Linked DNA regions of Mus musculus: regions 1, 2, 3 and 5 are each linked to region 4. The links are chromatin contacts, called in public HiChIP or PLAC-seq and promoter capture Hi-C maps. All regions are on one chromosome and are shown on one strand. Each heading gives the region's core, a stretch centred on a gene start, on an enhancer-like site or on the middle of the called end of the contact. The rest is flanking DNA. Distances are from core to core; before and after follow the strand shown.

What was found. Promoter capture Hi-C pulls out the DNA fragments that hold promoters and counts their contacts. HiChIP or PLAC-seq counts read pairs in DNA pulled down with a chosen protein or histone mark.
Region 1: a contact with region 4 is called in a promoter capture Hi-C map of stem cell-derived epiblast-like cells, with 9 times the contacts expected there. The contact joins the promoter of Ubash3b here to the promoter of Grik4 in region 4. A contact is called at or near these places in 2 of 39 promoter capture datasets (pre-B cells and stem cell-derived epiblast-like cells).
Region 2: a contact with region 4 is called in a promoter capture Hi-C map of liver, with 4 times the contacts expected there. The contact joins the promoter of Ccdc153 here to the promoter of Grik4 in region 4. A contact is called at or near these places in 2 of 39 promoter capture datasets (both in liver).
Region 3: a contact with region 4 is called in a promoter capture Hi-C map of liver, with 5 times the contacts expected there. The contact joins the promoter of Usp2 here to the promoter of Grik4 in region 4.
Region 5: an H3K4me3 HiChIP or PLAC-seq map of embryonic limb bud shows a contact between it and region 4, with 14 times the contacts expected there. The contact joins the enhancer-like site here to the promoter of Grik4 in region 4. A contact is called at or near these places in 8 of 39 promoter capture datasets (the 3T3-L1 cell line, the C10 cell line, frontonasal cranial neural crest and 4 more), 2 of 15 datasets of contacts at CTCF or cohesin (embryonic stem cells and large pre-B cells), 7 of 484 Hi-C or Micro-C datasets (B cells, cortical neurons, embryonic limb bud and 3 more), 6 of 115 datasets of contacts at active chromatin or transcription factors (astrocytes, embryonic forebrain, embryonic limb bud and 3 more) and 3 of 9 other capture datasets (embryonic stem cells, embryonic tail and embryonic trunk).

Annotation. Positions count from the first base shown.
Region 1 is chr9:41,155,523-41,161,074 of GRCm38.p6, forward strand. It overlaps Ubash3b (ubiquitin associated and SH3 domain containing, B), which reads right to left and starts at 2,540. Exons shown (of 14, transcript NM_176860.6): 1 at 1,777-2,540. The coding sequence starts at 1,904. It overlaps Gm35657 (a long non-coding RNA gene), which reads left to right and starts at 3,121. Exons shown (of 8, transcript XR_870644.1): 1 at 3,121-4,104.
Region 2 is chr9:44,236,492-44,242,076 of GRCm38.p6, forward strand. It overlaps Ccdc153 (coiled-coil domain containing 153), which reads left to right and starts at 4,186. Exons shown (of 7, transcript NM_001081369.2): 1 at 4,186-4,232; 2 at 4,507-4,585; 3 at 5,131-5,196. The coding sequence starts at 4,516.
Region 3 is chr9:44,064,784-44,070,243 of GRCm38.p6, forward strand. It overlaps Usp2 (ubiquitin specific peptidase 2), which reads left to right and starts at 2,238. Exons shown (of 13, transcript NM_198092.2): 1 at 2,238-2,437. Gm39325 (a long non-coding RNA gene) reads right to left here. Exons shown (of 3, transcript XR_870690.2): 3 at 1,542-2,448.
Region 4 is chr9:42,943,066-42,948,163 of GRCm38.p6, forward strand. It overlaps Grik4 (glutamate receptor, ionotropic, kainate 4), which reads right to left and starts at 1,306. Exons shown (of 21, transcript NM_175481.5): 1 at 1,262-1,306. Gm36648 (a long non-coding RNA gene) reads left to right here and starts at 4,643. Exons shown (of 3, transcript XR_379315.3): 1 at 4,643-5,098.
Region 5 is chr9:41,227,692-41,232,853 of GRCm38.p6, forward strand. No RefSeq gene overlaps it. Among named protein-coding and RNA genes, the nearest start is that of 1700063D05Rik, 24 kb to the left of the region's middle. RefSeq lists an enhancer at 211-2,854. Within about 2 kb of position 1,505, at least 215 of the 459 cell types and tissues checked have an H3K27ac peak or open chromatin away from gene starts, as enhancers often do. A contact at or near this core is called in B cells, astrocytes, cortical neurons and 9 more, where this site is marked.

The DNA.
Region 1 (5,552 bases), core at 1,290-3,789, 1.8 Mb before region 4:
ATAGAAACAGATACAGTGTTCCGACTTAGTGCCTGTCTACATCCACACAGAACCTCATGGCTCTTCCTTTGAGGTCTGACAGTGCAGACAGCAGGCCTGGGTTTGAGTCTCTGCTTTCCTCCGAACTAGTGTGACCCTAAGTATGTTGTATAACCTCTTTAAACCCCAGCTTCCTAGGTCATAAAACAGGCATGGAATATGTCTTCACTAAGCTGGGTAATGTAAATAAAGTGTTTCCAAGCCTCAGTAGTATGTCGACAGTAATCTTGCTCTTGTGCGGTCTCAGGGATTAAAGAAGAATTAATCAAGCCATCATTTTAGTCTGTCATGACCGGAGCAAGGCCTCTGAGGACCACAGAAGGAAACAGACTGTTCCCTTAAAGCCCCGCTGAATATCAAATATGAACACATAAAGAGCCCACTGAACCACTTCTTCGTTTATTTAATCAATTTGGGTCCTTGATTCTGATCTCACCTCAGGAATGGCAGCTGCCTGGAACTAAGCAACTTCTACAGTACATTTGGACTCCGCTCTGGTTCTCAGGAGGCTCTAGATCGCCACCCATCCTCAGGGCCTTCCATGGAGGACCCCCACTTGGCACCCCATGCAAAACCCTTCATATCTTCTCCAGGTGTTGTAGTGTTTTGGAAGTCAGCAGAAAGCAGAGGTCTCGGTCCACTTTGTAGCCTTTCACGGAGCGGGCCAAACAGCACTGCAGCCTGTCTGAGCAGGTTGGCTAGGACGATGCATTCCTGAATAGGAGTCTTCTCTCCTTAGACCTCCCCCACGTTAGTAAGGAAACAAGGCTCCCAGTTAGGACACCTGGAGTTACCTCGTGAATGAAAGCCGAGGCAAGAACGAACTTACTGACTCGACCCTATCTGATTAAGTTCGCCCAACTCTTCAATTCTGGTGACGTAACTGAAAGAGAGAGCAGCACCTGCCACCATCCCGAACTTTGTGTCTCCACCGAGGAAATAAGCAAGCCAGGAATTAACCAGAGAAGGCGACGGCTTTCTATCAGGAGAGGTTCCAGCCCCTTGCCCTGGTGTGCACCGGCTCCAGAGAACTGTTGCAGGCTGTCGCTGGCAACCCTGCTCTTCCCAGAAGGCTACAGCTACAGCCACCTGTGCTCTCTTGCCCTTCACCTGCCCACCCTCGGAAAGGAAGGAGGAGGCAGGAGGGCAGCCCCCCCCCCAACCCCGCCCCATACTTTTGAGCACCCACAGCTTTCTGCGCTGCCGTCACCACTGACGAGAACCCTGGTCCCCTGGAGGAATCACTTCTTCCCATTCCATCCTCTCTTATCAATGAACACGCAGCGACACCCACGCTCCCGCTCCTCCCACTCCGGAGGGAGCCGGGAGCTCAAGAGCGACATCCGGAGCTGGAAGCCTCTGCAGCGGGGGCGCCGGCCACCCTGCCCCGCTGCCCCTCGCCTTTCGCCAGCCACCAGTAGACCGACCCCTAACCTCCGCTCCCAAACAGCTCACCACTCTGGATGGATAAGGGATCCAAGTCCTCCAAGGGACCCGCCTCTCCCGGGCTTAATATAAGAGACCTCTGGGGGAGCGCGCGCGAACCGCCCAGAGCTACCAGCGAAACCCGGGATTCGAACCTGATACCCCGGCCGTCCAGCATCCCCAAGCAATCCCCTAGCCCGACACTCCCGCCGCCAGCGCGCCCATCGTGTTCCCCTAAGCAGGTTTCAGGCAGCGCCAGGATGGCGAGCCGGAGCGAAGTCGAGGGTCGCGGGGCCCAGGCGGGTGACTTACGCGCGGGCGCGGGGAAAGCCCATGGACAGGAGCACGTCCAGCGCCGACCCATGCTTGACTGTGCCCGGGCGCTGCAGGCGGTCCCTGCGCGGGGTGACTTTGCTGTACAGCTCCTCGCGCGCGGCCATGCCGAGGGCTGGGGTCGCGGTGCCGAGTGCCCGCTCAGTGGCCGCCCATCGCCCGCGCGCCGGGGACTGGGGGTCCGGGGAGGACGGTGGGGGCGGTGCTCCCAGATCTCCGGGCGGAGACTGACGCTTCCTGGAGAGGCCACTGGAGCTCGGCGCGGGCCGGTGGCTGCTGCGGGTCCGACCTCAGCCCGCGGGGTCCCGGAGTCCCAGCGTTGCGCCGCTGCAGCCTTCTCTGTCCTCCGCCCCACCAGCTTCTCCTCCCCGAGCTGTCCGGGAATTTGCAATGAGTAATTTTTGAATGGATCAAAAAGGAAAAGCAGCCTTGTGGGCAGGCCCTGCCTTGCCTGCGCCGGGCCCCGCCCCTCTCTTAAAGCGCCCGCGCCGGCCCAAGCTGGGCTGGCTGGATTACAGCCAGCCATAGTAGGAATTGCTTCTAGACAGAAGGTCTCCAGAAGTAGGCCAGTGTGCTTGGATTCGCAGAGCCGTAGCTCTGCCCTTGGCTTGCATATCGATCCATCTGGGCCTCCGGGCTTCAGAATAGCCCATTTCACGTTTCATTTGATCATTGGCGAGGTCAGTAATGGAAACCCTCTGCACGGATGGAGGAGAGGTCCAGAAGGCTAAGCCATAAGACCCGGGAAAAGGTGTCACTTCAAATTGATCTCGCTAAAGTTACAAAGTTGTTACATCACTGTAGGCCGAGTACCTCACAGCCCTCAGTGACTGACTGGACAGCGACTTCTGGAAAAGGGCCTCTGATTCTTGGAAATGGAAGGACCTGAGAGGGCAAAGGCCAGGAAGGAAGGGAGAAGAGAAAGGGGAAGAAAAAAGGGAGGGGAAGCAGAGAAATGAAAGGCTAGGAGCTAGAAGGAGAAGGAACAGAGAAAGGACACTAATTATAGCACTTCCGAATGGAAAGAGCTGACTTTCATGAGTGAGTGCGCACCCTGTCTATAAAAGGGTTCTGAGTCGGGAGTCGGGATCCCTGCTGCATAGGAGCCACAAGTGAGCTCCCACCCCCACCCCAGTAGGACCAGCAACCTCCACCTCAAAGAACAGAAGTCATTACTGCTGTTGCCTGTTAAAGCTTGATCACCTGGAGACAAAGGCATTGTTCTCAATCAAGAACCAATCCCATTTGGTGTAATAGAAGAGGCACAGATCTTCTTTCGGGGTGGGGGGGTGGGGGCGGGGGGAGTGATGATGATGATGATGACGACAATGATAATACCTAATGTTTATTGGATCCATTTGTGTGCCCATGATTGTGCTGAGCATAATGGCTGAATTAACTCATGGGCCTTTTATGGCGCCCTTGAGGATGCCTACCTGTATAGCCTCGTTTTTTTAGAGATGAGAAAATTCAGCTCAGAGGGACAGAGGAAAACTGAAGAGCTCCAGCGTGAAGAGATGGAACTTTGACTCCCCGTGGTGCCCCGAACAGGTCACCTCTTCCCCCAAATGGGTTACCTCTACCCCCAACATCCTCGTAGTCCCATCTATACAGGGGTAGTCGGTAGCTCCAGATTCCCCAGGCACTAAAGCTCTTTCCTGCTTGCCTACTTAGAGTGCAGGGAAGGGGGAGGAGGGTGACCAAGATGGATAAAGCCCTCGCCATAGCTTTAAATGTTGCTTTATAAGGCACCCAAGAAAATGAAAGTTTAATCCCCTGACCTCCCATCCTCCACTGGTGTTTCTTCAGAGTATCCGTGGCATTTGGAAGTGGGAAGGTGAGACAGAGGAAGCCTGGGTAGGAATTTGCATATTTCTGCCTAGTGTTATGAAAGAGACCAAGGGCAATTCACATTTCCTAGGTGGGGGAGTTTCTTCTTCCCAGCAGAGGAAATGTCTAGCTAAGGCAGTGGTTGGAAGCAGCTTAGAAAACCATAATCCATAGACTAGCCTCCTTGGGATGTGTTCAGGAAAGTCTACTGGACAGTACCCAGCATTCTAAAGTCTTTTTTTTTTTTCAGATATCTGGGCTTGAGCCAGATGATCTGGATTTCAATCAAGAGAAAATACTGTCTATGGCAGCACTTTGTGCATCCAAAGCTGTGCACAGAACAGCGGCTCCAGTTTAGTGAGCCCTCACTAGATAATGGTGCTGTCCTTAGGGTTGTGCATGTGTGGCTCATTCTGTCTGTGCTTTGGCCGGATGCTGAAGTGACTCTCTCTTGAGAAACCTGCACCCATGTCCTAGGTATGTACTGTCTTCTTGCTAAGAACTTCTTTCTATCAATGCAAGAGCTTAAAGTTACATTGTGATATTTTCTTTTACATTTTTTTTATTTTTTTATTCTGTGTGTGTGTGTGTGTGTGTGTGTGTGTGTGTGTGTGTGTCTTTACAAGAGCACAGCAGTGTGGGTGTGGAAGTCAGAAGATAATTTGCCGGAATCAGTTCTCTCCCTCTACTGTGTGAATCCCAGGGACGGGACTCAGATCTTCAGTGTTCTTCTGAGCCATCTCACTGCGCCAAGTTTTCTTCTTAAATTCCAACTTTGGGGGAGGGGGTGTGTTGGAAAGATGGCTCATCCCTCTCGAGCATTTGTTGCTCTTGCAGAGGACCCAGGTTCAATTCCCAACTCCTACAGGATAGTTCATAACCTTCTGTAACTCCAGTTCCACGGAGTCCGATGCCCTCTTCTGACCTCCGTGAACACCAAACATGCATGTGGTACACAGACATGTATGTGGGCAAAAGACACATAAAATAAAATGAATAAGTCTGATAAAAATAAGCTTTCATAGTAAGCCAACAACCACTTACTGTTTTGACGACAAAGAGGATGCCAAACCATAAGACAGTTGAGTCTGTCTGTCTGTCTGTCTGTCTGTCTGTCTGTCTGTCTGTCTTTCTTTCTGTCTGTCTATTGTTTGTGGCAGTCTTCCTGTGTAGCACAGGTTAACCTCACACTGAAGATCTTCCTGCATCAGCCTCCTTCCAAGTGTTTTTATTGCAGACCTCTGCCCCCCTCCCCATGCCTCCCATGCTCTGTGTGATTGCCTTCTGTGCCCCTTGATACCGTTTGTTGGAGCTGTTTCTCTGGACAGTTTGCTTCAGTTGCTTTTCCCTGCCTCTGGAAAACTGCAGGGCAGAGAAAATGATGGGCCCCAAAACAGTTGCAAGGAGCCAGCAAAGGCCGCTATTGAGAACCTGTCACCTTCAGGGCAAACTGCTTTCTGTTCTGTCTGAGGGCAGTTTTTGCAGAAGTCCCAGCCTGGCTCCTCACCCTTCCTCAGCTCAGTGCCTGGACTTATTTTAATTGGGACGCTGCTATTTGCTGGGCACAGGGCTAGAGGGCTGGCAATGAAGATGCATTGTGCTTTAATTGCATTGGCTTTGAGAGGCGAGGAGAAGCTTTATAAACATCCATATTGTTATGTTACAAAGGAGGAAGAAGAATGAGGGTTCATCTGACAGTGTATCTTATAGCTGTGGGGAAGGAGGAGGCGGTGGGGGTGGGGGTGGGGGGGGAGGGCTTGCACAATGACAGAGCTGACGCATCAGTACTAAGCTGCTGTTCTCTCAGAGGAAAAGCAAGTTGTCACGTCCCTGTGCCCGGTAGTGTCAGAATCCACCCAGATCACAAAGCTCTTTTGTTTATGTGAATACTATTGCACTTCTTGTTACTGGCCCCAGCCACTTTC
Region 2 (5,585 bases), core at 2,936-5,435, 1.3 Mb after region 4:
AAACTCTGATTTAAACTGTAAACATAGCTGTTAAGTGCTCATCAGAATTTACTATATACATAGCATCACGAAGACTTGCATCTAATCCCAGTGTCATTTCTAACCCAGAACCCTCGCTGCTGGTCATCTGGAGGCTGCCATCTCTCTCCTAAGCATGAGAAAGGTAGAGGATTTGCCAGAAACCTGAGCACCCTTCAGGATACTTTGACACTGACTCCTGTGTCAATTTCCTGGGAGAAGCACAGCTGCCATCTCAAAGAACAAAAGACAGCAACCCAATCTCTGAAAGCCTGTCCCATCCCCCAGGCAGGGGTCAGCGGAGCCATCCATATCTGCAGAGAGCAGTCCCCATACCCTGACCTCTCCATACCTCTAACCTCCCGTCTGTCCATCAGAGAAGTGGCCAAGGGCCCAGCAGCTCTTTTCCCCAGAGGGAAACAAAGAGAGGAACTGAAAACCACCCTACGTTTTATATATATTTTTTAATAGCTCAAAATCCAGCCCAGAGAAGATGAGTACAGTTTTCTAATTCCAGAAATCTGAGAGCCACATACCTCTAGGCCTTTGCAAAGCTGTTTTTCCTGCCAAGAAAGACGCACATACACCACACACACACACACACACACACACACACACACACACACACACACACACACCACCTGATTCTACTAACCTTACCAGACCAATTCCTCCCATCCAGCAAACCTTTCAAGCTTAGAAGTCCCTTCTTGACCCTTCCAGGCATCAGCAATAGGCAGGCTCCACTTCCTGATGGTAGCCCCCTGGCCCTGGATTGCAGCAGCCTTTGCTGCCCTCCTATTTTCTTCTAGAAGACTGGACCCTGACAGGAAACGCCTCAGGCCAGGGCCAGGGCTTGGTGCCTCACACTTTGCTGAACCCACACCAATCTTGTAAAAGTTAAAAAGCAACACACATGGGCCACACTGAGCCAGACTTCCTCCCGTGTGAGTTAATGATAAGTCAGAGACACCTACAACCAGAAAAATATTTATTATTCATCGTCCTAAGCAACGGTTGTTTTCCTTTTTCTTTTCTCCCCCTCCTCCCTTTTCTCTTTTGGTGACAGGTCTCAATGTGATTCCCATGCTGACATTAAATATCTGGTTCAAAGCATCCTCCTCGAAGAGCCTCCCAAGTAGCTATGTCACCCTGCTTAGCTCACAGTTCCTGGAGGCCAGTGGATCTCAACCTGTGGTCCCCTAAGGGATCCTCAGGGGCCACCTAAGACCATTGGAGAACACAGATATTTACATTATAATTCATAACAATAGCAAAATTACAGCTATAAAGCAACAATAGAAATAATTTTTGGTTGGGGTTCTCAAGGAACTGTCGGAAAGCGTCACGGCATTAGGAAGGGGGAGAGCCGGTGGTGTAGGCCAAGGCCACTGTGTTTTTGATCAGGTCACATTTCTTTTAATATATAAATAACCAATGTCCTATTTGAATAAAAGTGAATGATTGTCCCTCTTATATATCTCCTCAATACTCTTGTCCAGATCAGGCTGTGGTGCACAGCTTTAATTCCAGCCCTGAAAAAACAGAGGTAGAGGCCCCAATCTAGGAGTTCCAGGTCAGTCAGAGCTACACGTAAGTCCCTTTCTCAAAAGACAAGCAAACAGAAGCCATCCTGGATAGATCTTATTCAAAGGAGGACAGGGAGCCAACAAGATGGCTTAGTCGGTAAAGGTATGTGCTGCCAGACTCAACGACCTGGGTTCAATCCCACAGATCCACATGGGAGAAGGATAGAACCAAGTCCCCATGGGCTGTCCTCTGACCACACACTAAATGTAATACAAGTTTTTAAGATTTAATTTTAACAATCTGAATGTGTGTGTGCACTTGAATGGGTCTTCTCCAAGAGCAGCGTGTACCCTTAACTACTGACCCATTTCTCCAGCTTCCCCAGCCCAAAAAAAAAAAAAAAAAAAATTAACAGAGACAGTGAGATCAGAAACGATCTTTCCTATCGTCGCTTCTAAACTGAAGTCAATAAAAAGAGAAGGGAAGGTTGGCCTTTTTCTCACAGTTTTTATTTGGTTTGTTTTCTAAAGAGGGGCTGAATTGCTGAGCACAACGCCAACCCCTTTCTGGGTTCCGTTGGGACCAGTTCATCACGTGACACATGGCACCTTTTTTTTTCTCCACTTCACCTTGACCTCAAACCACATCCTGATCCTGCACCTGAGAGTCAGTTGACTGAACTCATTTGTAAAATACACGATCTCCTAAAACATGAGGTCTAGGTTGTGTTCTGTCATCCCCAATGTGTCCTTCCAAGCACAAACGTGAGTGACAGAGATTCAGGGAAAGAAGTCCCTGAGAAGCTCCTGGGAAAGGACCGGAGATTCTAAAGGAAGAATAAATGAAAACGTGATGAAAAATGAGATTTCTCCATATCTGAGACCTGTGTACGGGGTCACCAGCCCTACGTTACAGGGGCTGTAAGCATCACAACGACAAGTAGGACTCTTTGCTCTATAAAGTGTCCAGAGCCGGGGCTGGAGACATGGCTCGGCAGTTAAAAGTGAGTCCTGCTCATGAAGAGGACTCGAATTTGGTTTCCAGCACCACACTGGTGGGCTGCTCACAACTACCCGTAACTCCGACTCCAAGGGACTCCAAAGCTCTCTTGTAGCCTCCCCCGCCCCCCGGCACTGTGCTCACAAACCCACACATAAAGAACATAATCAAAAATAAAAATTAAAACTCTCTCTTACAGTATCTAAAGTGCTACGGAGTTAAATAAAACAGGTATTGACCTTCCGCTTGCTCTGGAAGTGATTTCATAGTCCCACATCTTGTGTCTGTTTCGGCAGATTTGCTTCTAATAATATGCAACTGACCAACATTTTCAGGGACTAGAATGGACAGACATGCCTAAAAAGGATCTGTAGGTTCCATAATCCACAGGGAGGAAGGCTTGTTTAAATTCTATGTATGGTGACATTATGGTGCCCAGAGATGGCACAGGTCCAGACGGATCTCTCCCAGATGGAGGGAGGGCTTCCCGTCATGCTTTCTGCCAACAATCAAATTTTAATTATACATAAGATACTAAAAAACACCCCGTAAAGGGGATCTCCCCCAATATTGCCCAAGAAATTACCAACTGCAAACTTTAGGAGGTGCAGGCGGTCAAGCAAGTCCACTAGAGGGAGCCCTAAGCAACTTTATGCTGCAGGGAGCCTGGGGGCTGCTAAACCCCTGCCTGCAGATTAAACCTCATAAAGAAATAGTGGGAGAAGGCAAGATTGACTGGAGAGGGAAAAAGGAGTCCTGTAAACACTGCACTGACGTCTGGGGATTTCAGGAGCTACAAAACTTATACACCAAGAAATACAAGCTGAGCAAAATTAAGTAGCTGAACTCCAGACTCTTGTCTAATTTGTGTTCCTCTTTGTGGGTCAGCATCCTTTCAACTACCTGTGTCAGAACATGTTTCCCTCACACACCACAGTAGCCTTTTTGAGGCAAACCTTCAGGTTGTTGTTTAAAAAAAAACAAAAACAAAAACAAAAAACAAAAAACAAACAAAACATTTATTTATTTATTTTATGTATCTGGTGGTCTTCAGACACACCAGAAGAGGGCATCCGATACCATTACAGATGGATGTGAACCACCATGCTGTTGCTGGAAATTGAACTCGGGACCTCTGGGAGAGCAGCCAAGTGCTCTCAACCACTGAGCCATCTCTCCAGCCCCCAAACCTTCTGTTTTAAAGTAAATAATGTCACTGTGTTCACACGAAACCTCCAGATATAAAGTAGCTGTGATGGCCGCTATCCCTGCTTTCCCTATGTCTTGCAAAACACTGCTCTCCCAGACTGCAAGTTTGTAGATTCCTAGCCTGGAGAGTCTCCAGACCACAGGTAGTGCCTGTGTAGACATGAATAATAGCTATTCGGCTCCTAAGCCTCTTCTTTAGGGCTAGGATATGGAGGTAAAAAGAGAAGCTTTCCTTTGTATGAGCTGATTTAGCTCACCCACCTGCCTGAGTTTTCCAGTTGCCTGGACAACGTGCAGTATCCAGAAACCCAACATCCCAGTTCTTGGTCCCACCTCTTGAGGAAGTTTTACACCTTGGATTGGCTCCCAGGACCCAGGCTCCTCCCTAGACTCAATCTACTTGGGTCTCTCTTTACTGTCCCCATGACATGTCATTTCCCAGGGAGACACCACACAAGCAACAGAAAGTCTTGCAGGTAGGTAGGAAGGAGGAGAGTACACAAGTTGGGGAGAGAGAAGGGATGTCCAGAAGTTTCTCTAAGAAGCTGACTGCTGCACATAGGATTGTTCTCCCTCAGTGATCCCAGCCCTCCCTAAGGGTCCCAGAGACCAAGAAATGAAGCTTCTATAGAAGTGTAAGATGCACTGGGAGACTGGCACTCTGATGCTCCAGAAACCCCCAACCAACTCAGTGTAAGAGTCAGGAAAGCCTGTCTGTATGCTGACCTACATAGGTCTTCCCTTCGTCAGGACAGCGGGATGCCACCTAAAACCAAAGGAAGGGGGAGAAAAGCTGAGGCACGGAAGAAGAAAAAGAATTCAAGTCCTGGTGAGTCACCATGGGTGAAGGCCAGTGCCCCTGCATGTCCATGTCCACACCAAGGTCCTTAGAGGGAATCCAGCTCCCTGGGCAACAAGACAGAGGGCGTTTGTTTTGGTTTTGTCTTTTGTTCTTTTGACACAGGGTCACTAAGAAACCCAGGCAAGCCTCAAACGTATCCTCCTAGTCCTCCTAGTGCTGGGACAGCCTGGTGCTCACAATGCCTGGCATTAGTTAGGCATTGACACCACAGTTGGCTAAAGTGAGGCTCTCTTGCCCTCCTCTTCAGAGCCCTGAGTTCAGATTCGGCCAGGCTGGGGACCGGAGACTGCCTCTCTCCCCCTGGAGCCCCCTCTAGTCCTTTGCCTCTGTCATCTGTTTCACCCTTCTTTTGAGCACACACCAAGTACAAGGCAGTGAAGGCTTGGCTATGAATTTGTCAGATTTTGGCATTGGGTATCAGTGATCTTCCCCCATCCTGCAAAAAGTGCGGGAGGAAGACAGGGCAGGGGCGAGATCAGCGTAGCCTAAGACTCCGTGGTTTGCCACGACAGGTGTGGAGGCTGAGGCCAAGCACAGGCTGGTGCTGCTCGAGAAGGAGCTGCTTCAGGACCGCTTGGGTAAGGAGTGTGGAGCCTCAGGAGACAGCAGCAATGACAGGTCCTAGTCAGGGTTATCACTGCTGTGAAGAAACACCACAACCAAAGCAACGTGGGGAGGAGATGGTTTATCTGGCTTGCGCACCCAAAGCACTGTTTATTATTGAAAGAAGTCAGGAGAGGAGCTAGGAGCCTGGAGACAGGAGCTGATACGGAAGTCATGGAGGGGTGCTGCTAATTGGCTTGCTCTCCATGGCTTGCTCAGCCTGCTTTTTTATAGAACCCAGGACCACCAGCAAAGGGGTAGCACCACCCACAATGGGCTGGGCCCTCCCCATCATTCACTGATTAAGAAAATGCCCTATAGGCTTAACTATAGCCAGATCTTATAGAGGCATTTTCTTTCTTCC
Region 3 (5,460 bases), core at 988-3,487, 1.1 Mb after region 4:
AAATTCGAACAGAGTCTGGTATATTCCATACCTACAAGTTCAATGAAGAGGTGGAGTGAGGGTTGGTAAGAATTTAAGTATTGGGGGCTGGAGAGATGGCTCAGCAGTCAAGAGCACTGACTGCTCTTCCAAAGGTTCTGAGTTCTTATCTCAGCAACCACATGGTGGCTCACAACCATCTGCAATGAGATCTGACACCCTCTTCTGGAGTGTCTGAAGTCAGCTACAGTGTACTTACATATAATAAATAAATAAATCTTTTTTAAAAAGGTTTTAAGTATTGCCTTCTGGTTGTGTCTACATTCTTTGGGAAATATGAGAAGAAACTTGAAATTGAGGACACATGATGATATTGGAGGAAAAATTCAGGGGAGGAGCTAAGGGCTTAGGAGAATTAATGATGCAGGCAAAACTGAAGTCTTGGGACTTATCTTGGCACTAGCCTACTTGGTTGGGCAGCTTTCCTCATCAGTCAGGAAGAAGGGTGGGGTATAAGAGCCAAGTGGGAACAGGCTGGAAAGATGGCTCAGTGGTTAAGGGCACTGGCTACTTTTCCAGAGGTCCTGAGTTCAGTTCCCAGCAACCACATCTGTAATGGGATCTGATGCCCTCTTCTGGCACGTAGGTGTATATGCAGATAGAGTACTCATATACATAAATCTTTTTTTTTAATTTTTAAATAAAAATTTAAAAAAATAATCAAGAGGGGGAAAATATATCAAGATTTGCCCTGGCCCTTTTTTTTTTAAGAGGAAACTTAACAGGGTTAGCATTTCACTTTTGTTGTATTTTGTTTTTATGATTTTTGTTTATGTGTTTGTGTGCACATGCACATTTGGAGCTCAGACCATGTGAGTTGGTGCAGAGGCAGGTGGATCTCTGTGAATTCAAGGATAGCCTGGACTATGGAGTGAGTTCCAGGACTACATAGAAAAACCTTGCCTTGAGGAAAAAAAAAAAAAAAGAGGGGCTAAAGAGATGGATGGCTCAATGGTTAAGAGCACTGACTGCTCTCCCAGAAGACCTGGGTTCAATTCCCAGCAACCGCATGGCAGCTCACAACTGTCTGTAACTCCAATGTCTGATACCTTCACACAGACATACACACAGGCCAAACACTAATGCACATAAAATAAAAATAAATTATTTTTTAAAAAAGAATAACTCTGATTTTTCTTAGGGGGTGTTATCTAATTTAACAATAAATAACTCTTAGAAGTCAAGTTTGCAGGCTGGATAGATGGCTCAGCAGTTAAGAGCACTGTCAGCTCTTCCTAAAGGACCAGGGTTCAATTCCCAAAATCTAAATGGCAGCTTACAACTGTCTGTAACTCCACCTCCAGGGGATCAATCATACATGCAAGCAAAGCACCATTGCACACAATAACTAATTGATTAAAAATAAAGTCATTTGCTTAAAATTAAAATACAAGTTGCATCTTTTTTTCTTATTCTAAACCTGATAGCTTAGATGAAATGCTATCCTTTCTTGGGCTAAGTCCTCCCAGTAGTCACCTAAGCGAACTGCATTAGTAGACATGTACAAGACACTTGACATTTATTTACCACTTGAACATGGTCTCCCTAGGCTTCAGCTACATTGTGCAATAGATGACTATAGTGGTTCTTTTACAGGACCATTAAAAAGATTAAATGAGAAAGCTAATATATGCAAAGTACTTATCACCATGTCTAGTAATGTACTTAATAAGTAGCCCATAGAATGCGTCACTTGAATAGTCATGTACGTTGATAGTGTGTTGAATGGACATAATCTTTTTTTACCTGATTGATTGACCTATGGGGCTCTATAAATATTGCTATGAGATATACATGGTTGTTTAAATAAATGCATTTTTAAATATAAATAAATAAAATAAAAAAGTAGGCAGAAAAAGAGTCTATGGAATAGAACATTCCCAGCCCGGTAGGAAAGCCTTCTCTAAGATCTGAAAGCTGGAATGTTGCCTTTTCCCGTGAAGTGACCCTCTGTCTCAGTCTTCCCAGCGCCAGGACCTATCAGATTCCAGTCCACTTCTTTCCTTGCGCCACCGGCTCCAAACAGGCGTGCTTTTTCTCCACGTGGTTCTCTGTATATACCCGGTTACCTGGGAGATGCGCGCCGGGCGGGGCTCTACTGACGCAACAATAGGAACAAGCCAATAGCCATGACGTATATCAGTGACGCAAACGCGGGGTGTGGTTTGGCCGGCCCGGGCGCAATGAGGCTGCTGCCCGCTGGGTGGCGCCGATTTCCCGGGGAGGTCCTTTCTGGGCCCCCGGCGGAGGTGGGGGAGAGGCGGGCAGGCACCGAGCGAGGCCAGGGAGCCCTCTGCGTCAGCCACTGCTCGCTGCGCCGCGCCAGTACCAGCCAGGACTCATCCGCAGCTCCATGCTTGTGCCCGGTTCGACTCGTCCATCCTCCGAGAAGAGGCAGGTACGTGCCACCTGTCGCAGGTCGGGGAAGGAAAAAGCCAGGGTCAGTACCAGCTTTGAGACTCGGAAAGTAGGGTGTCAAAGGCAGCCTGGGCAGTCTGGACGTGAGAAATGTAGGGCGAGGGCCAGATGTGTGGAGGGGGAGACTCCAGCTGTGGGTGCCAGTGTATGAGAGGGGCTGCCAGCTGCCAGCTCGGGGTGCCAGGAAGAGCCATCTGTGTGCTGATCAATGTGTTCTGAGGAAACACTGTAACCGCGGGTACAGGTCTCCCCGCCCTGTGTGTTGTGTAGCCCGAGAATGACCCCTGGACCCTGACACCCCCCTCTCCCCACGTGTGTGTGCAGCTAACAACCTCCCTGTTGTTAAACATCCCGGGGCTATCTCTTGGTCAGTTTTCCAAAGCGGGGGAAGGGGCTTAGGGGAAGCTAGCAGTTAAGCGGAAGGGAAAAATTTTCCACCAATCCCAAATCAGAAAGAGGCAACTTTGAAATTCTCACCAATCCCAAAGCAAAAGCAGCCATGCAATGTTCTCTGACATGCAACTTGCCTAGGGGAGTCCTGGTCAACCGTTTCTAGCTCTCCAGAGAAAAGAGAACTCCTAGCTCTTAACCCCAGAGCTTTTGAGAATGAAGTTGAGTTGAAGATTCTAGTAGGGGTTGCTTATCTCCCCCAAACACGGGCATATAAGCTTGCACACACACACACACACACACACACACACACACACACACACACACATCAAACCACAAAACAAGAGGCATGGAGAACTGATGGATGGCCTGGGGTGGGGGATGTCCCCTACTCTTTGATGCTGTAGGCGCATGCCGCTCTGGAATGAGGATTGGAATGAGGGCGTCCTCCAAAGTGCATCACCAGGACCCAGTCTGAGTCAGTACCTTGTGCTGAGACAGGGTGGAGGCACCAGCCCTCGGGCCTTCCAGTCTCCAGGGAGAGCCATCAAGAAGCAGAAGATTCCTCTTGGGAGCAGACAGGTGCACCGAGGCCAGAACGATGGTCCTCTCATGACCCTGTCCAGCCTGCCTTTGACACCCTGGAACCCTGAGCCCTCCAACAGGTAGACTGGAACTGCTCCTCTGGAGCCAAACATTCCCTGGCAGCCCAAGGAAGCCACACTTGATTTTTTTTTTTTTTTTCTGAGCAAAGGGGAAAGGAGCCCAAGTAGGCTTGGCCTGTCGCCTTGGGAAAGTGGCAAAGTCTGTCTGACCTTTCCATTTGGGGGACGTGGATTGTTTCAGAAAACTGCAGGAATATTATTTGCCATCAGCAGTTTCCTGAAAGGTGGCCCAAGGCCTTTTTCTTCTAGGGTTGCCTGCTACAACTAACATTAGTGACTTGACAGTGAACACGGCCAATAAGCTTGTCGTTTGTTGTACTCTTGCTATGTTCGAGGAGACTTAAAACTATTATTTTATCCTCACCATTGTGAGACATAGTCACGACTGTTGTTATTCATGGGTTTTGTTTGTTTGTTTGTTCCTTTGTGGTTTTTTGTTTGTTTGTGTTTGGTTTTGTTGAGACAGAGTTTCTTTGTGTAGCCCTGGCTATCTGCTTTGTAGACCAGGCTGTCCTTGAACTCAGAGATCTGCCTGTTTCTGTCTCCCAAGTGCTGGGATAAAGGCATGTGTCACCATGCTAGTTCTATTATTCATGTTTTACAAACTACATAGCTAAGATTCAGAGACCTGAGTATCCTCACAAGCTATCTTAGATCCAATACAGGAAAGAGTAAGAATTCAGGCCTAGACCTACAAGTCCACCTTAAAAACAGTAGTGGACTGAAACCCAAGTGCTGATCCTCCACCCCCTCTGTCCATGTCCATAGGACGAGCTAGGTCCTCCCCATCTTAAAATTCTAGCATCTGGTTTAGCAGTTTGGCCTCTTCCTGTTCGCTCAACCTGTGACTGACAGCGCTAGAGAATCCACCTTCTCCATGTTTGGGACTCAAATTTATCCCCAGCCCTCTGCCCCCCATCCCCCATCCCCTTGATCCTTCCTGTTATTTCCAAATATTCCCTCCCAGGATTCTAGCTCATTCTCAACTTTCCTCCAGCCACTAGGCATCGGGTGGACGGTGGGCTTGTCACTGCCCCTTTAATTCTCCTGGGGCTTGGAATGCAAGTGAGTTGCCATCTCGGAGAGGTCAGATAAGATACTATATATATCTAGCTAGCGTAACCTGAGCTCCGGATTACCCAGGCCCGGTCAGACTCCAGCCTCTGGAGGCTACACAGCAGTCTTTTCCCTTCGGGGAAAGAAGCCCCCAGGCTCCATCCAGTGCCCCCAACACAGGTCAGTAGCTCTCTCTTTGGTGTCTGAGCTTCAAGGACAGCTAAGTAAGCCCTCAGTGTGTGTGGGGGGGGGGGAGCATTTGAGAGGCCACCCACTGGACCTGGTGAGTGCTGTAACCAAATGCTCCTCAGGGTATAGGGACAGAGGACAACTGAAGCCCTAAAGGAGGGGAGCGAGGACGCTCTAGAGCAGGGAGCCCTAGGAGGGGTACTTGGGCATGAGGAGGGGAAAGAAAATTGCAGGCTACCTTCTGCTTCTAGGAAGCCTGTTTCTTTGCCTTTTCTTGGGCTTGTAGAGATAGCCATCCTTCCTAACACCAAGTCAAAAAAAAAAAAAAAAAAAAAAAAAAAAAAAAAACATCCCGTAGTGAGCCCTCTGGGCCCACCACTTCTCCACAAACCAGGATCTTTTTCATCTCTGATCTCTTCACCTTACCTCTTCATCTCCCATCCCCTCCCAAGTTCTGGGCACCTCCTAAACGCAAGAAAAATGGAGACTTGCACAAATTCCTTTACAGGACTCCCCTCCCCCGAACTCAAAGAGAGGATTCTTTGATAAAAGTGGGTTGCTATCAACCAGCCTCTAATAGAAAGGGGTTCTAGCACCAGGTCAGAGGGTCAGGCTCGGGGCTCAAGAGGCATAACGCAGAAATGTATACCTCTTGCCATTTTCTCCACATCTGCCAGGGTGGACACTTGTGGCCAGAGAGTGT
Region 4 (5,098 bases), core at 56-2,555:
AACCCTCAGCCCTCCTGCCCTGGTCTCAAGAGATACCTACTTGTCAGGCACAGTGGCCAGGCCCAGCCAGAGTTCCCCTCCTCTTTCCAGACAGCCCAGGCCCCTGGGAGACATGCCCAGAAGAGCCACTGGAGGGAGGCAGGGAGGTGGCACCGCGTGGCATCACCAGACAACAGCACCAAGAGGAAGATGGCAGCATCAAGTACAGATGCCAAGAACCACACAGCCCAAGGTCCAAGAGGGGACCAGCTCAGCCTGCATAGCCTGGCTACAGCCAGGCAACCTGGCCCGCGTGCCTTGTCTATCCCTTTGGTCGCGCCTCCCCCAACCCCAAAGCCCTGGGCCAACTCTCCCCAGGCTCCACCTCCTCCCTCACTTTCCTCAGCTCCAGGGAGCCCAGGGAGGGAGGCACAGGTGCTCTTGGCGCCTTGGACAAACCCCCTGTCCCAGCCGTCACCAGGGCGCCTTCCACCCCAAGCTGGGTCGGAACCACTCCGGCTCTGCCCGGTCCTCACTAAAGAACATCTCCTTAGCTCCCCTCCCCCTCCACTGATCCCCTTCCCCCTCCAGCGCCCAATGCAGGTCTCCAGAGTTTTTCCCTTACTTCCCACTCGGGTGAACTAGGGTGGGATGGCTAAGAGGCCCATTAGTCGCAAGAAGGAGGGTCATTTCTGATAGGACGCTGGCTTGGCCCAAAGCAAGACGGCGTGCAGGGTTGGGGGTGTGGTGGTGGCCGGAGTCCAGGGCCCGAGCAGGGGTGGTCAAGACAGATGGCAAAGAGGGAAGGGAGAAGGGGGCTCAGAAGCCGGGCTGGTCTGATGGAAGACTGTGGCGGGCAAGAGCGGCCCGTAGGAGAAGCCGAGGGTGACGAGGCGGGGTAGAATCGCCAGTGTCGGGAAGGGGCCGTCATCCCTGCAGGGGGCAGAGGCTGGGCTGGGAGTTGGACTGGGAAGAGGGAGGATCACAGAAGGAGGATCGGAGCGGAGGAGAGGAGGCGCAGGGGGAAGCAGGCAGGGATGGAGACTAGGGGAAGTACGGGGCAAGGTGGCGGGGGCTCAGCGGAGAATCCGGGGTCGCAGGCATCAGAGTGCAGGGGACTGGGCAGCTGGAGGCGGGAGCGGGGCCAGGCAGGGTGCGGGCCGCGGCCCGGAGGGAGCTAGCGGCGGAGACGTCAGAAGTCGGGGTGCGGCGCAGCCCCGGGGGGCGCGGGGAGACAGCGTAGGGCGCCGGTCGGGGGCGGCGCGGGGGCTGCTGCCCTTACCTGGGCGGCTCCGCACTCCGGGCGCCAAGCTGGGGACCCGACGTTGCTCGGCCGGCGGCCCGGCTGTTGTTTTCCCTTTTTTTTTTTTTTTTCTTTTTTTTTTTTTCTTCCGCAGCGGCGGCGGCGGCGGCTCCAGCTCGATCCGCCAGCAGCCGAAGGCAGAGTCTGTGTCCGGCTGCGAGCGAGCCGGGAGCGGGCAGCGCGGGAGGCGCGCGGAAAGGCGCTGAGGCGCCGCCCGGCGGGCAGTGAGGGAACTGCGGCGGTCCCGCACGCGGCCGGCCGGGGAGGGGGCGTCCCTTCCGGGCCGCGGCCGCCGGAGTCTCCGCTCGCCGGCGGGGTCTTTAGCTGGGGACCCGGACCTAGGTAGCCGAGCGGCGAGGCGGGGAGGCCGGAACAGACAGAGCCAAACTTGCAGCTTCCCTGATCCGGACGATCGGGAGACGGCGGGCCGGGGATGGGGGGGCTCCGGGTGGGCGCTGCAGAGGACTGACCCCCAAGTGAGGAGCTGGGGTACACTTCACCATCCAGCGCCAAGGGGCAGCCCGCCCTGGTCCGCAGGAGTTATTAGCTTGGCCTGCTTCGGTGGGCGAAGGGCGACTCCTGGTGGCGTTTTAGGGGCCAGACCTAGGGGACGAGGCGTAGAGACTGCGGCCTCCTCGGTGGTGGCGCGGAGCTGGGTGAAGCTTTGCTTTAGCAAGGCCAGATAGACCACAATGTTTCAGGAGGCCGAAGAACCACAGCTCACGTTTGGAAGTCTACTGGTTTGTGCACACAGACCTCCTGGGAGAAGTTGTCACTTTATGCTACACATAAGGAAACCTCGGCCTAGGAAAGGTGAAAGACCTAGCCTTCACCAGGAGCTGGGGGCTGGACCAAGAGAGAACCAAGCTACTTGGTTTGAGGGATCATTTGGCCACATCATAGCAGCCTTGGGGTGGGTGGGTGGGGGGCTAGAAAAGGAGAGGGCAGAGGAGCAGGAGGCCTCAGGGGGTCAAGTGACTTCCTCAAACCGATTAGTTCCTCATTTCAAACCCAGAGTCTTAGCCGTAGACAAACCCGGAAAGCATCTAAGCCAGCCTCCCAATCGTCTCCCACTCTTCCTTCACACCTAACCACCTGCTTACCCTAAAGTCTCCACGAAGGGGCTGTTCTAGGCATTCTTGGTTGGTTCTAGGGCCTGGGAGGACAATATACACGGACTACAGGATATTTGTTGACACTCCCTATATCATGCCGGGAGGGCAGCAGAGCTGAGTTACCTGCTTGGGGGGCTGGGGGGGGTGGCGATTGTGGTTGTAAGAGCCTGTTCTCTCTCCCACCTCCTCTCCCAGACTGGACTTTATGAGTGCTCTGTTGGCACAGGACCGGCCACTCTGGATAGCTCCAGTCCCTTCGGTCTTTCCTCAATCAACTGTCAGACGGATGTCAGGAACACAAGCTACCTGACTTTCTACTGACCTAATAAAACCAATCCATGAGGTTAAGTTGAATCCAACCTGCCTCAGCACAGGTCAAAGGTTTCCATATTGGATAGGATTCCATTTCTTCAGTCCAGTTTTTTTTTTTTTTAACATTTATCCTGTGTCAAGACTACACCATTTATTCAAGTGCCATTCCCAAAGGCTTTCACATCAACTTGGCAAGGTGGACCTTACCCTGCCTTCTGAATGAGTTGAAGGTGATCTGTGGGACACTCCTATCCTATCCTGAGGTGACTGCAGCGCCTTTCCCTGCCTTGGAATGCTAGAACCTGTTAGCGTGAGTGAGAGGACGGTATCGGTAGTGTATGCAGAACCTGCTCTGGGCTGACAGCAGTGAGGGGCATCCCTGTGAGCAGGATAAGTTATTTCACAGTCCCTGGTGACTTCAGAGTGACATGCATGGTTCTTAGTCTACTGGAAGAATTCAACAACAGCACGCCCATAGAGGTTTAAGAGTTAGGACAGGAAGATAATTCAATATGAAAAACGTTTCTTCGTATTCGTTGGCCTTGGAAGCTCATTCTATGAGCCAAGGGAGGTGTGAGGGGTTGGTTTTAAGACTAGTAACCTGTAACCTGCTGGTAACCTGCGGCCTTGTGAAAACTCCCGTCTCTTCACTTCCTGTGAGGGTAGATTGTCTTCTTTAAGTCTCTGCCCATGGAAGCAAAGAGACCTTGCAAACCAGTGCCGGAAAAGCCCACCTTCATCCTTACTTAGCGATGCCCTAGCCACTGCCCTTTCTCCCCATCCCCATCCACATAGCTGTGGACATGAGATATCCAATGCTTGGACTCTCTCTCTATTCCTCCGTAGCCAGTACCACTTGTCCAAATTCAACCCCATACCAGGTAACTTCTAGAAGCAGGAAGCTCAGTCCAGATCGCCTCTGGAGAGTAGGGAGAGATCAGACAACAAGAGCTGCCTCACATCTTGAATGGTAAAAGCAGAGGAGATGGAAAACGAAGCCCTCTTGCCTGAAGCATCACTCACTGCCAGCTCCCATGCTGGGCTAGACAGACAGAACTCTGTGTACCTGGCCATCCTGATTAGCTGGTGGATCCAAGTTCTTCGGTTGTTGGTGCCTGTATAAGCTTGTTCTCCAGTGTTTATTTTTAGCTCTTCTCTCTTTGTATTGGCCTCAGGTACAGCACAAAGAGAAGTGCTTGCTCTGAGTTACACCTAATGTATCTATCCCAGAAGCACCCGTGAAAGCTCAATACAAGGTGATGATGACCTGCCTGCAAAAATTGGGACCAACTGAGACCCCCAGCGACCAAATAGCTTGTCCACACATGACCTGCTATCCTCTCTTGGGGACTGTTCCAATCATTTCCAACTGGCTCCAGGTTTGAAGGGCTAGCTCCCTTAAGTCTTTCCTCAATCAACTGTCAGATGGATGTCGGAAACACAAGCTACCTGGCTTTCTACTGACCTAATGGAACCCATAAGGTAAAACTGGGTCCAACCTACCTCAGTACAGGTCAAAGGTTGCTGCTACTCCATCTTCCACCTCTCCCCATAGCATACTTCATCGGTACCAAAGCTCTTGGAGGCTGGGAAATCCACTCTATTGTCAGAATGATTCTCTCAATCCTCATAAAGTGCATATAGCAGCCCGGGCCTGTAATCCCACTTGGTAAGTAGGGGAAAAGAAGAGAGATTCAAAGTCAAGTGGGAGTCCAAGTTCTATGCTCCATGAATCCCTATCCCAAAACAAAATCACAAAGCCCCTGACTTCTCTGCTCACCCAATTTTATGCCACTGAACCTTAGAATGTTGAATTCTGCCTGAAATTTTCCACACAGATACACAAGTACATGGGACAGTGTGTGTGTGTGTGTGTGTGTGTGTGTGTGTGTGTGTGTGTGTGTATGTGTGTGTATGTGTGTGTGTGTGTGTGTGTGTGTGTGTGTGTGCACGTGTGTGCACATGCCCATGTTGGTGTGCACATGTGCAGTTACCATCTCTCCATCCCCACGAGTACATTTTTTACCATTCAAATCTTTTAAGAATCATCCCTTCCAGAAGCTTCTCCGACCTTGCTATCTAATCCCTTCCCGGCAGAACTAATTTTTCATGCGGTCTTCTCTTGTACTCGTTTGGGTTTATGCTTACTTATTTGTTTCGTGTCTGCTCTAATAGCCTGTGAACTTGTTCTCCCATATTTATATTTTAGCTTCTCCCCTCTTTGTATTTTGCCTCAGTAGTTATAGCCACGAAGCAGAATATTTTGTCCTCAGTAGGAGATGGTGGGTTCTCCTGTCTCAGACTGGGCCCTTGTCTTGCCCACCCCCTCCAAGAATGATGTAGGCAGGCAGGGAGTGAACAAACAAGAGGGATTTATTTACAGGGGAGT
Region 5 (5,162 bases), core at 255-2,754, 1.7 Mb before region 4:
ATTAACTCCCGTTCAGCCCCCAAATACCCAAGCAAAGCCCTTCCATTTATTTAGACAGTCTCTGATTGCATTTCTTCCCCCTGACTGGAGTGATGACTCTTACTTGAGACAAATATGGAACTCCTTACTACACTCGATGGCAGTTGTTTTTTCCTGTGCACACCCCACTAGTCTGCAGCATTCTGAGCTCAGTAATTATAATTTGCATATGAAGTGTGCCCCTTGTCAAGGATCACATGTGAAGGGCTCTATTCTCAACGCGACAGTCAACAGTCGAGCGAAGGGAAGATGACTGGTTCCTGAGGACTCGGAACTAATCTGTAGATCAGTCCATTCACAAGCTCATAATATGATGGGAGTTGGTAGAGATAGGAGGGAAGGCCACACTGGAGGAAGTAGCCTCTAATGATGTATTAGGAGATGTATTTTGTCTTTATTAAGTCCCTTCCCATCTCCTATCTGTCCCAAGGAGGGCCACTTTGCTCTTTGCCCTCATGTTCTGCCTCACCAAACACTGGACTGGAACCAACAGATACCAATGACAGTGGACAGAAAGATACAAATCTGTGGGCCAAAATAAACCCTTCCTCTCTTATGTCATTTCCTCAGGCATGTGTCATGGTGCTGCAGATGTGCCTGACACTCCCACACCCTTCCATCCTTCACCTAGAACTCTCAGCAGTGGAAGTCCCTACAACAGTGCTGTACCGTGTTGCTTCTCAAGCCGAATGCATTCAGCAGTATTGACGTCCTTGATACTATTTGGTTTTGAAGACAAAATCAATTCTGTTAGGAGGGATGATCTGGAAAGTGTCCCCAAGTGGCATGTTCTCATCTGACATCATCACACGAAGATTTTATCAGGCAGAGAGATGAAGAGGTCATTTCTAGCAGTGGAATTAACACAAGCCACTTGGGCACCAGGGCGGGGTCTGGAGTGGATTAAGAGCTGAGGGAGCTGTACTAAATAAATGATAGGCCATGGAGCTCAGATCGTGGGTTGGAAACTTGCCACTGGCTATCTCTGCAGGATTGCTTGGATTCAGCAACTATGGAGTCCATCACCGTCGTCGTCGTCCTAGACGCTGTTTACAAGAGAAATCGTGTCCTATTGTAGACTGTCTTCTATGAGGACAGGAATATTCTGAGACGTTGCAGATTTTTTTTGTCTCCCGGCTCTGCCACTGGAGGTCACTGTTGTACCATCGAAATGAGTGAGAAGCCCCGCCTGATACCCTTTTGAAGTTGGCTTCCGCCAGGAGTGAATACAATACCCTCTGGGTAGCTAGGAAGTCCCGAGGTGCAGGCTTCTCCCTGGCTTCGTGGAAAAGTGGCCTGGTGACCTGCAAAAAATGACTTCGGAAGAGCGATGTCCGTCTGGAGAGGGACTGCGGGTGGGAGAGCGGTGCTGGGAGGGAGACGTCTGTATCGCATTAGTCTGCGTCTGGCGGGGAGGGGCTGGAGGCCCTGGCGGGTCAAGGCAACTGCTCCCTGCTGCTTTCTGGCGCGAATGTGGAATCTGGTAGTGATTAGAGAAGGTTATTGTCTTGGGAGTGCAGGGAGATCGGTAGTAATACTGCTTTGAGCGTTTCTGACCCCATCTTAGAAGGCCTCTCCCACGACTCTCCTGCTGGGCTCTGATTTTAGAGCCACTAAGCAAAGAAAGACAAGGAAAACTGAGGCCTATTCCTTAAGCCTATCCACTCCCCGGGGCTTACAGGGGACACTCCAGGAGGAGCACAGATGAGAACACACATCCCTAGACAGAAAACCCCAAGTAAGCCTCTATTTTTCTTAGCCCTCCTTCCTGTGGAGTGAATATCATTTGGTCCATTTGTTATGAGAAGAAACAGAGACTTGGAACTGACATTTGAACCCGAGTCTTTTGAAATATAAAGAGAATGGATGGTAAAATAACTACTTGTGGTTACTGGCTAAGAATTCTGCCCTTGAAAATTTGGAGAAAGAGCTCCTCCCTGTGCAGCTTCGACAATAACCCACTTCAAGGCGAGCTGAAGCCAGGGTACCTTTTGGCGGCACCTTTTTCTTCTTCTTTTTCTTCTCTCCTTCACTTTCTCCCCATCTCTTCCCCTGGGTTTCACTGCATACCTCAGGTTGACCCTATCCCTTCTCTTCTCCCCACGTGCTGGGATCTGACGGTCGGGCTACTCCTAGATCAGAGTGGCTCTCTAATAAGTCATAATCTGTTTATAGCCATTCATAAAAGCAGAGTGCTTCTGTGCACATTAGCTAATTTGGCTCTTATAATAACTGTCTTATCCCCATTGCCGTAGACAAAGAATCTGAGACGCTGAGGAATTAATTTGCCGAAGGTGCTACAGTCAATGATGAAATTCAACCTCGGATCTTTTTGCTCTAAATACAGCACCCACTGCCCATCACCCATTGCCCGATACCAGTTAGTCTCCAGGTAAATATTGGGTGATGGAGTGATGCTGTGTATAATCTAGCTAGCAATAAACTGATCTTAAGTTTAGGTAGCATTTTATCTCCGAAGATGGTGCTCCAACCCAGGAAGATTACACTGGAGACCCTGCCTCAAGGGGACGGAAGACTTCTGAAAGTTGTCCTCTGACTTCCGCATGAGCGCTGAGGTGCATGAACACACACGCGTGCGCACACAAACACACACACACACACACACACACGCATACAGACACACACAGACACACATATGTGTGTGCACACACACAACTCATGCACGCATGCAAGAATGCACGCAGTATACCCATAACCACACATACACGCAGGCATGTGCACATATGCATGCGTATACATTTATTGTGTGTGGATGAGTGCTCCCATGCCATGACTGGCATGTAAGGGTCAGAGGGCAGCTTGTAACTGGACTCAAATAAATTTCTAAAACTTTTTAAAAGGGTGAAGATTACAATTTATCTATCTATGTATCTATCTATGTATCTATCTATGTATCTATCTATGTATCTGTCTATGTATCTATCTATGTATCTATCTATGTATCTATCTATGTATCTATGTATCTATGTATCTATGTATCTATGTATCTATGTATCTATCTATCTATCTATCTATCTATCTATCTATCTATCTATCTATCTATCTATCTTGCAGTTCACACAGCTCTGGGGTGATTAATACATCTTCTTCCTGTTCCAGAGGTACCAGATTTAGAAAATAAGAACCCAGAACTCCTAAAATTAGATTTCTTATGGGGTTATTGAGACATGTATGCTAACAAGCCAACTGTTTATCGGAAATGTAAATGTATCTGACCATTGTGCGCTTTCATCTGTCGACTGTACCCTGTCTCCAAAGAGAGAAAGCTGAGCTTGGTGTTCTCTCAAGCATGCTTGAATTTTGGACATGACTATGTTTTTAAAAGGACAATTTGAAAACACCCTATCAATGTACCAACGTTCAAATTCTCTGTTACAGTTTCGTCAGAAACCCTTTGAACTGTGCTTGCTTCACGGTATCCCCTCATGGAATCATTTTTAAGTGAATCCTAAGGAACAAAACAGTGGCAGAGCAGTTTGAAAACACAAAGGGCCTCAGGACAATTGTGAAGGAAAGCAGAGCAGATCACTGTACCAAGTACCCCAGGGAAACCACACCGTGGAAAGGAATCCCTGAGGAGGGCCGAGTGGAATATTCTCCCTAGGCACACATTTAATCAAACTTCAAAAGAAAGACAGCCATTCCCTTTGGAAGCCATTATATAATGAAGTCAACCCTGCTTTCAACTCCAAAACTAATTACTGGATTTATTCTTCTTACTTAATCTATTCCCAGGTATTTGGACAAAATGCTATTCTCTATTACTTTGCTAAGACAAACAGAAACCATAAGTAACATTAATTTGTCCCTACTAGGTGTGCGCATGCTGATTTTAGAACTACCAGTCAGTATTTGCATATAGAGGAGTCATCACATTTATAAAGAAGGCCCATTACACATAGAGAAGGTTTTTAAATCTAACACACATCAAAGTAGATCCTGGTCTCATAAGGAAAACATCTTATTCTGCAAAGACAAGACACATGGCTCTTTTTAAGATAAGGTCTTACTCCATGACTCAGGCTAGCCTGGGACGCACTGCATAGCTCTCACTGGTTTTGACTGTGCCACAATCCATCTTCCTCAGCTCTTTCTAAGTGCTATGATTACAGGTCTGATTTACTTTATCCAACTTGGAATGTTTGGGTCTTGAAGTCTTAAAGCCACACACTGAAGAGTGGACAACTCATGTGTACCATGTGCACACATAAATAAACCATCACCTAGCACCTGTTAGGGTGGGTATTACTAAACACATATGTAAGTGTTGGTGAGGATGTGGGGAGCAGACCCATGTGCACAGTTGATGGGAATGTCTATCATTACTGTTATTACGAAAAATAGTGTGTATGTTCCTAAGAACTAGAACCTTTATGTGCTCCTACAATCCCTCATTTGATTATGTAGCCAAAGGAAATAAAAAGAGCATCTTAAAGAGGTAATAGCATCCTGCTGTTCATTGTAACAACGTTCATAGACACTGCAACCATAATAAAAGGTGAATGGACAGATAAATTGTGACACATACATATGAACACATACGTATTCATATAAAGGTGGAATATTATTCAGCTTTCAAAGAAGGGGGATTCCTGTCAACTATGTGATGTCACATTTATTAGCAATGGACCTGGAGAACATTATATTATGTGAAATGTGATACATAGAGAGCCAAATCCTGCATGATCCCATTTATATGAAGAAATTGAACTTGTAGAGAAGTCCTGAGTATAATGATGGCTTCTAGTGGCTGGGATTGGAAGACAGGGGAGGACATTGGTCAAAGGTCAGTTATGCAGGATGAATCAGTTCTGTAGACCTATTCTACAGCATGTTGACAATACTTATAGTAATGTAGCACACACTTGGAGTTTTCTACGAGAACTTATCACAGGAGTTTTCGTCAGCTATATAAAGAGTTAACGGAAGTAATAAACATATGAATTGGGTCTACTACGGGGAGAATTTTACAATACATATGCTCATCAGGCTTTATGGTATACATTTGAAATGTATACAATTTTCCCGTCAAATACACGTCAGTGGGGCTGAGATTGTATTTCAGACAGTAGCCTGGTTGCTCAGCGTGCACAAGTCCATGG